Regions from separate parts of the Mus musculus genome. Here regions 1 and 3 are each linked to region 2. The links are chromatin contacts, called in public Hi-C and HiChIP or PLAC-seq maps. All regions are on one chromosome and are shown on one strand. Each heading gives the region's core, a stretch centred on a gene start, on an enhancer-like site or on the middle of the called end of the contact. The rest is flanking DNA. Distances are from core to core; before and after follow the strand shown. Region 1 overlaps Slco3a1 (solute carrier organic anion transporter family, member 3a1). Region 2 holds the start of Slco3a1 (solute carrier organic anion transporter family, member 3a1). Region 3 has its middle 15 kb from the start of Gm30459.

The links. Hi-C and Micro-C count contacts between places; a contact is called where the count stands out from the background. HiChIP or PLAC-seq counts read pairs in DNA pulled down with a chosen protein or histone mark.
Region 1: a contact with region 2 is called in an H3K4me3 HiChIP or PLAC-seq map of forebrain, with 3 times the contacts expected there. The contact joins the enhancer-like site here to the promoter of Slco3a1 in region 2. A contact is called at or near these places in 2 of 39 promoter capture datasets (frontonasal cranial neural crest and liver), 6 of 484 Hi-C or Micro-C datasets (the C2C12 cell line, double positive thymocytes, group 2 innate lymphoid cells and 3 more), 10 of 115 datasets of contacts at active chromatin or transcription factors (CD8 T cells, bone marrow-derived macrophages, cardiomyocytes and 7 more) and 4 of 9 other capture datasets (adipose tissue, liver, macrophages and 1 more).
Region 3: a contact with region 2 is called in a Hi-C map of cortical neurons, with 4 times the contacts expected there. The contact joins the enhancer-like site here to the promoter of Slco3a1 in region 2. A contact is called at or near these places in 5 of 39 promoter capture datasets (cranial neural crest, embryonic stem cells, hippocampal neurons and 2 more), 3 of 484 Hi-C or Micro-C datasets (cortical neurons and myocytes), 3 of 115 datasets of contacts at active chromatin or transcription factors (bone marrow-derived macrophages, embryonic forebrain and extraembryonic endoderm stem cells) and 2 of 9 other capture datasets (embryonic stem cells and macrophages).

What each region holds. Positions count from the first base shown.
Region 1 is chr7:74,407,465-74,410,164 of GRCm38.p6, reverse strand. The region is part of intron 2 of Slco3a1 (solute carrier organic anion transporter family, member 3a1); the gene reads left to right. Among named protein-coding and RNA genes, the nearest start is that of Slco3a1, 150 kb to the left of the region's middle. Within about 2 kb of position 1,339, at least 38 of the 459 cell types and tissues checked have an H3K27ac peak or open chromatin away from gene starts, as enhancers often do. A contact at or near this core is called in forebrain and muscle stem cells, where this site is marked.
Region 2 is chr7:74,553,341-74,556,040 of GRCm38.p6, reverse strand. Slco3a1 (solute carrier organic anion transporter family, member 3a1) reads left to right here and starts at 1,261. Exons shown (of 10, transcript NM_023908.2): 1 at 1,261-1,630. The coding sequence starts at 1,451.
Region 3 is chr7:74,749,224-74,751,923 of GRCm38.p6, reverse strand. No RefSeq gene overlaps it. Among named protein-coding and RNA genes, the nearest start is that of Gm30459, 15 kb to the left of the region's middle. Within about 2 kb of position 1,388, at least 3 of the 459 cell types and tissues checked have an H3K27ac peak or open chromatin away from gene starts, as enhancers often do. A contact at or near this core is called in cortical neurons, where this site is marked.

The DNA of each region.
Region 1 (2,700 bases), core at 90-2,589, 150 kb after region 2:
ACTCAGCAGGTGGTGTCAGGGTCAAGCCAGAACATAGCAGATAGATCAAAGTGTGTATTAACTCTCATAATCTTATATTTGCCTTATAATCTAATAAAGCCCTAGACTTTCAGGGTTTGTCAAAGACTCTCACAGATAAGAAGCAAATGAATCAAAAACCCCCCATATAGGTAGGGCATCCTGTATTCTAAGTGTTCTGTTTTATGGATCAGGACATTGGACCCAGATCAACCAGTGATAATTACAAGGAATCAATTGGTTGAAGGATATTTGAACATGTTTTCCAAGACCTTTTAAGTGTTAAAATCCACACCTATTTCTTCCTGCTTTTCTTCTCTCTGAAGTGTCCCTGCCCCCACCTCATTTCGCCCAACTCCATATCCCTGGCAACACCTGTCAACTGAAGTTTCCTAAGAAGTCCCAAACTAAGACTTAGGTAGTTAGCTGAGTGATTAAACTTGGTGATTCTAGAGAGGAAAAACATTGCAAGTCCAGAGCTAAAATTATCTTGTGCTATTTTTGGTCTCCTCAATAGTCACCGGTCCAACCAAACATCCTTCTATCAGGGAAAATCATTAGAGCATCCTAACTTAGCAAACCACAAACTTTCACCAACCCCCAAAGCTAAGAATATCATCAGATAACACCAGCCACCTACAGCAGGTCTGCCTGGTCACTGTGCACCAGTGTATTTGTCAAATACGTTGACTCCTTCACAACTCCCTAGTGTTCTAGGACTATAAAGTGTTCACATAGCCATTTCCTAGTGGATCATATCATGCCAGGCAACCTGAATTCCTGCTCCTCAGACATGGCCATTCATAGTTTTGGCTTAGAATAAATTCTCTTCTTCCCCTTAGGGGGAAAAAAAAAGCTGTGTTTCGCATCCATATTCCCGCTTTATTCTCCTTTTCCTTCCTACGCTGTAAGTGGAAAAGTAACAGGCCACTCTAGCCTGTGCAGGTAGGTGGGCATGCAGAATGAAAACCTGCAGGGAGATTAGACACCGAGAGCCTGATCAAAGGATGGAGCAGAATGGAGCTGCACCTGCTGGGGTTGGAGTACACTGGCTTAGCCAGAACCTCCACTCGATGCCGTGCACTGTTCTGAGAGGTAAAGACTGCGCTGTGAACAAAACAGACAATTTTCCTTCCCCTCTCAGATCTCAAAATCTTGGGGAAGGCAGGCAGTAGAGAATAATTCTACACAGAATGGGCGATAGCTGAATGGAAATAGAGGAGAGAAGGGCCATGCTGGGAGAGCTACCGACTTCCTACATGAGGGCGGGTCTCAGTTAGACTGACTTGCACAAGCTGTGCTCTGACCCGATGCCACCTGCTGACTAGACCAACGCAGACTTCCAGGGAGTGGGTGATTAGTCATGAAGTTCCTTGGCAGAGAGTATTCCTGGCAGGTCAGCGTGGTCCAGAGCTGACAGGAATGGCAGCCTGCTTTGCTGGAGAACAGGAAAAGACCCACACTGAGAAACAGAGGCAGGGAGGGAGGGAGAAGCAAGCCACACAGAGCTTTATTGACTGGGTAATCTCAGCTTCATACAGAAGGAGCTGGGAGGGAGCCAGGTGCGAAGTGAAGGGATGACTCTGATCTGAGACTGCCCTGTCCCTGAAGAGAGGGGGTTGGGGGATGGGTGGGTGGGATCCATTCATGAGCCCGCAGGAGCTATCCTGAGGGCCTGGAGCAGAGGATATACAGATGTATCCCAGAGGGAAGAGCCCTCTTCTTTCTCTCTCTTTTTTTTTAAATTCTTTATTTTTATTAGATATTTTCTTTATATACATTTCAAATGCTACCCCCCTTCCTGGTTTCCCCTCCTAAAACCCCCTATCTCCTCCCCCCTCCCCCTGCTCACCAACCCACCCACTCCTGCTTCCTGGCCCTGGCATTCCCCTATACTGGGGCATAGCACCTTCACAGGATCAAAGGCCTCTCCTCTCATTGATGACCAACTAGGCAATCCTCTGCTACATATGCAGCTAGAGCCATGAGTCCCACCATGTGTTTTCTTTGGTTGGTGATTTATTCCCTGGAAGCTCTGGGGGTACTGCTTGGGTACTGGTCTTGGGTCCTTTCTCTAGCTCCTTCACTGGGGACCTTGTGCTCTGTCCAATGGATAGCTGTGAGCATCCACTACTGTATTTGGCAGACACTGGTAGAGACTCTCAGGAGACAGCTATATCAGGCTCCTGTCAGCAAGCTCTTAGTTCTCTTGTATTCTAAAAGAGATTAGGAAGCAGGAATTGGTAAAGAAAAATGGATTTATTTGTAGTTTGGCCAAACTGGTTCCCCACTGTGCCCATAACAGCCTTAAAATTTAATGCAGACCATTGGACTAATGTCAGAAATGTATAGATTTGTTAGTATTCCCCTGTAGGCTGCCCCTGTTCCCATCATAGAGGATACAAGGGAGACTTTAGAATTCAGAAGAACTTCTCCATCCTTCCTGGATTCCAGTTCCTCTGTGCTTGGACTCCAGCCCATTCTCTGTCAGCATGCAATCATCCACTCAGGTGTGTTCTGGTTTATTCAATGTGGTAAATGGAGAGAGACCAAGCATCCAAGTCTGCCTAAGGAACTGTTAGGAAGGGCTGGCAATGACTAGTCATAGAACACAAGCTTGTCTGGTCAAGCTTCTCTCTCCCTCCCTCCTTCCCTTTGGTGACCCATCCCTTTCTTCCTTTC
Region 2 (2,700 bases), core at 12-2,511:
AGAAATTATGGCCGGTGCTAATTGCTATGCACTATTGAATGTAAGCCTTGGCATTGGGATATAGGCCCTTGGGAAAGCAAGGAAAAGTTCTCCAAATAGGCTTTGGCTTCTCCATCACTAACGTGGACAACAATGCTAGGTATTTTCTGTTCGTATCCACTTTTCTCTTAGCTTCCAAACGCTGCTGCCTGAATCAGTACATCCTATCAGAGGCGCCTTGTGGACCAAAATCCTAGGGAATGCTGGGGAGCAAGGGGCGGAGGACTGATGACAATTGGCTCTGCTGCATGCTGACCTTCAGGCCAAGCCAGGGAGGGCCACAATAGTCAGGAGAGGGGTGGGGACACAGCAGGCTTGTGGCTCATCCCTTCCTGAACTCCAACCGCAGGCCGCTGGAGAACTAAACAAGGCCCTCTGCTGGGGTCCTTGTGATCTGCAGTTGCCTGTACTTGGAGGCTGGGGGAAGATGTGAGACTCCCTGAAGCTCTAACTTCCCTTCTCAGAGGTTCTGTTTCTTTCTCCCATTTTCGGGGAATGGGCGGTTTAGATATGTCCAGTAGCCACTGAATGCAGGAGCAGAGGCTGGCAAACCAAAGGAGCCAATGGCAGCTCCTATCTCGGCATCTTCCAGAGCCCCAGAGCACAACGTCTGTCCTTAGAAATCCCTAAACCAAGCCGAATACAGCTCCTGCGATACTCTCTTTATGAAAATTGCTTCTTCTCTCCGGCCTTAGCAGTCCGGTACCCGCACTAGAAGTAGGGTGCCTGGATACTCCCATCTCTGCACCTCATTGCTAGTCCTAGTACCACCCAGTTTCCGCCTTGGTGCCCTGGGCCCCACAATGCCTCCTAGTGGCCGGGTAGCACCTTCCTCGCTCAGCCTCCTACCCCACCAGGACTCCTGGATTTTGCAGTTTCGCTGGGTAGTTAGACCCCGCCGGCCTTGACCATCAGCAAGCCCTTAGTGCCCCAAGCAGGTCCCCTCGTGCCTCCCAGGGACGCACCCGCAGCCAGTAGCGGCGCAGCCCGGGGCTCAAGGCGGCGATCAGGCCCCGGCCCGGGCTTGGGGCGCTAGGGGTGAAGGCAAGCGAAGCCGGCGGGCCAGGGGAAGCCGGTGAAGGCAACGGCGAGAGTCCGAGAGAGGCTAGGCGGCGGCAGCAGCGGGCGACGCGAGGAGTCCCTGTGATTGGCACAGCCCGAGCCGGAGGAGGCGGCGAAGGGAGGGCGGAGGAGGAGGAGGAGGAGAAGGAGGAGGAGGAGGAAGGGAGCTAGCGCGGCGGCAGCGAGGAGCGGAGCCTTCAACCTCTCTAGCCGCGGCAGGACGGGGGCGGCCGCCGCGGGCCCGGGGCGGGGACAGTACGCAGCCTCGCGGCACGCACCCCCGCCCGGCAACGGCCACGACACCCGGGGCGAGCGGGAAAGCGGCGGCGGCGGCGGCGGCGGGGGAAGGATGCAGGGAAAGAAGCCGGGCGGCTCGTCGGGCGGCGGCCGGAGCGGCGAGCTGCAGGGGGACGAGGCGCAGAGGAACAAGAAGAAGAAAAAGAAGGTGTCCTGCTTCTCCAACATCAAGATCTTCCTGGTGTCTGAGTGCGCCTTGATGCTGGCGCAGGGTACGGTGGGCGCCTACCTGGTGAGTCCGGGTGCCAACTCTGCGGCGGACCCCCTTCCCTGCCGGCGCTTCTCGGGCTTGCCGCCTGGCACCGGGAAGGGGCCTCGCCGGCTCCGGGGGCAGGCGGGCATGACCTCGGCCCGGCACGGAGGTTGGCGACTGGTGCAGAGGCGGCCGCCGGGGGAGCTGCCGGCCGGAGCTCGGAGCGGGCGGGACCGTGGATGCCGGCAGCTCGCGCGCCGGGCAGGGGCTAGGGAAGGGGTGCCTGAAAGGAGATGCCGCAGGCAGGTGGGCATGAAACTGTTTCTTCTCCCCTCTTGAAAACGGAGCCATATGGCGAGTTCAGGGAGCCTCCTCAGAGACTGGAAGGCATCGCGGTTCAGGTGACCTGCACATGGGAGGAAAAGCCAGTTAGCATCCTGCGTCCTCTACTCTCCGTTTCATCCGCCCGGTGAACGAATCATTATGCATCTTTTTTCCCCCTGGCTCTTTCTCCATCCACCAATTGCTGGGGGAATTTAAAAGGCGCCCGAGTGTGGCCCTGAGCTCAGCGGTAACTGCAGGGGGACTAGTCCCACCCAGATCCCAATAGCCATCTTTCTGTGGAGGGATAAAGTTATAGTACCTGGAGAGCAGCTGCGAGTTTCTGTAGTTCTACCTTAATTCCCCATCATGGTCGCTCGCCCACACGGGGAGTGGATCATCTGTACAATATGTATTTGCTTTATTTGTCTCCAGAAAGGGATTATTGATGCCCAAAGGCCCATGGACACCTACTATGCCCAGGGAATCCACTTGTAAGGATTACCAAGTACCTACTTTGTCGCTTTCTTCTGTCTTGCTCAGGTGGTCCGCACTTGAGTTTCAGACAGTGCACTTCCAGACCTATTCTGTCTACCCAGGAAAAGATGTCTTCGAGTGGATAGTGTTAAATCATTACTTGGCTATTGACCTGAAACTGGAATCAAATGTCATAGATTTTAAGTGTTAGTGAGCACATTTGATGGAGATCGAATTGGACAAGATTTCAAAAGCGGTTGGATAACCACATCCAGAGATAGAGCTATGTGTATCCTGATGCTATCATGAAT
Region 3 (2,700 bases), core at 139-2,638, 200 kb before region 2:
CTGCCTCAGCCTTTAGTGTTCACAGTCACTTGAAATTAAGAAATCAACTGTGGCTCATCTGCACGGTGTCCTTGTGTATGTGTTATCATGTTTTATTACTAAGAGGAAGTAAGAAAATTCTAAGGCCCAAAGGCACCTGGTCCCAGATTCATATTATGTGTTATCATTCAGAACAGCTGGCCTATCCAGAAATAATAACGGTATAAACTGCTGCTTTCCCTCAACACCTGCTACCTATTCGTCACCAAGTAACAGAAGGTACAGTACTGGGAAAATGCTTACATTTGAACTGCTGGCTCAGGGGCACAGGTCAGGCCCACTCGGCTCCTTGCTTCCTCCTGATACAGACTCAAATGCTCTTCTCCAATAATAAGAGAAGGTACATGCTGCAAGGACATGTGGGAAGATGAAAATAAGAAAAGAAAGCCAATAGTAGCTAACAGATGATGGCCTGTTTTAAAGAGAAGACCTTGAGACTCCTATTGGCCCGTGCTTAGAATCCCAGCACTCAGATAAAGGAAGACCTCAGGTGAGAGATCACCTTGTGCTATAGAGGACACTCTTTCAAGAATCAAAGAAAGAAGGAAGTTGTGGAGGATGTGGTGGAGGAAGAGGAGTAGGTGAAAGGGGAGAGGAGAAAGGAGACAATTTGAATTTGAAAGACTAATCAGAGCATGAAGTATGCTTTTCAACATCTTGATACATCACATGATATAACCTTGTGGCCCTTGGTCATTGGAAGATACCTTTGGAAAGCAATTTGGAATTCTCCAAATGACATACCTACCCACCTTTGGAAAAATGATCCACCAGTAAGTCGAATGTCCTGATCTAAAATCTAGGGGAATGGGATGACCCTCCAGCAGCCACAGTACAGCACAGTGGCGGGCAAACACATCACCTCCCGGAGCCTTTTCAAAAATCCATGCCTCCAACATTGTGAGATCCAATGAAAATATTGTTTGAATGTTGAAATGTGGAGAGTTTGCTACAGAACAAGAGATTGCTGAAACACTGGGCCTTACTTTTCTCACCCATAAACTAAATGGATTAGCCTTCATGCACCTGCCCTTAATTGGTACATTTAGCCTTTTAAAATATTTGTGAAATGGATAGCTCTGTGTAGTATGATATTGCTATTCCTGTTCATGTTAAACATGTAGTGAGAAATACATTTTTGAGCTACTGCCTCAGTGCCAAGGGCTTACTATAGAACAGGGATATGTGGCCAGATGGAGTATGTATACCCTGGATGCAGGGTCCCCTATGCCAAGGTACAAGGCATTCTCTCCAAGTTTAGTCCTCTGGTTTTTAGAACTCTACTAGGAACAGGGTAAAGCAGGAGGCCCCAGAAGCCTCCTCTCATTATGTGACCAAGATGAATCATTCTGAAAATGGCAGAAGAAGGAAATAAGCATCCACACAAAACTCCATAAATAGGCAAGACACATTTCATCTATGTCCAATTTTTCTTAATAACATCTTAAAGGGCTGTCATTTACAAATTTATCTCAGCAGTCTTTGAACCTATTTATATTTTCCTATCTTGGGACAGTGAGCTCCATATGATCTTTATATTTATTTGTCCTAAATCTATCTTCCATGAGCTTTTTTGACTAATCTACCAGCCCCTTCTCTGTGTGACTAAGTTTAACAAATCCAAAAATCCAGATTGAGAAACAAAATAGACTGAAAATTAGCTACGTCAAATTCTCTATAAAGTAAGCTCCAGACCAGATATAGCAATAAATAAAAATTGAATATGTAGAGTTTCTCATCAAACAGATTCTCATGAAAGTGTGTCAGGAAAATACTAAAAAAGGGCTGGTGGAAGCAAGCTTGTTTATTACATGAAGAATTGCCCAGTTCTGACCAGAATATACAATGGAAACTGTTGGGAGTTAAGCAGACCACTATTTATTATCTACATGTCTTTGACAGGTTTCTAACCAGCCTTAGAACACATAATTGAACTTGGAGAAGGAGAACTAGCTATGCTTAAGACTGGCCCAGGGAGCCAGCCTGTCTGTTTTCATCCTATTCTCCTCTGTTAACTATGTGATTGCAGAAAAGCTACTTGTTCTCCCAGTAGTTCAGCGTCCTTATCTAAAGGATGAAAATAATAAAGCCTGTTACATGGTGTTTTCCTAAGACTTCATAAATTTAAATATGTAAAACCGTTAGACTGTGTCTCTGTCTCAGGGAGTGCCATAAAAGCATTACCTTTTGTGATGAGAGTAAGGGACAAAACAAATATGCATTTGTATCTTTTTTTTCTTCCTGTGATGAATTTATGTAAAATATGAAGCTCTGCTATATTCTGGTTCCAAGAAGGCTGACATCTACACTATGTAAATTGAAATTGGTATACATGCATGTCTGTCAGCCTAATCATTGATTAACAACCATAAGTCACTCAAAAGTAGATTTTGTACAAAAGGAAAATCCCCGTAACTGCCCATGTTATGCCAGTTATGGGGACACTTGGAGCATGCATTTGTGTGAGTTCTCAAGGTGACACTATATAATGAAGTGTGTGGTTGCGAGCTTGGAAGCTAGCTGAGACATACATGGTATTGGGTATCTGGAGAAACACCAGAACTGAGTGGCCATTGAACAAGAAGTGTGACCAAGAGTTTTTCAGACTAACCTTCCAACTAATGAATACTTAAAAGATCCCCAAATGCAGAGTCTGCAATG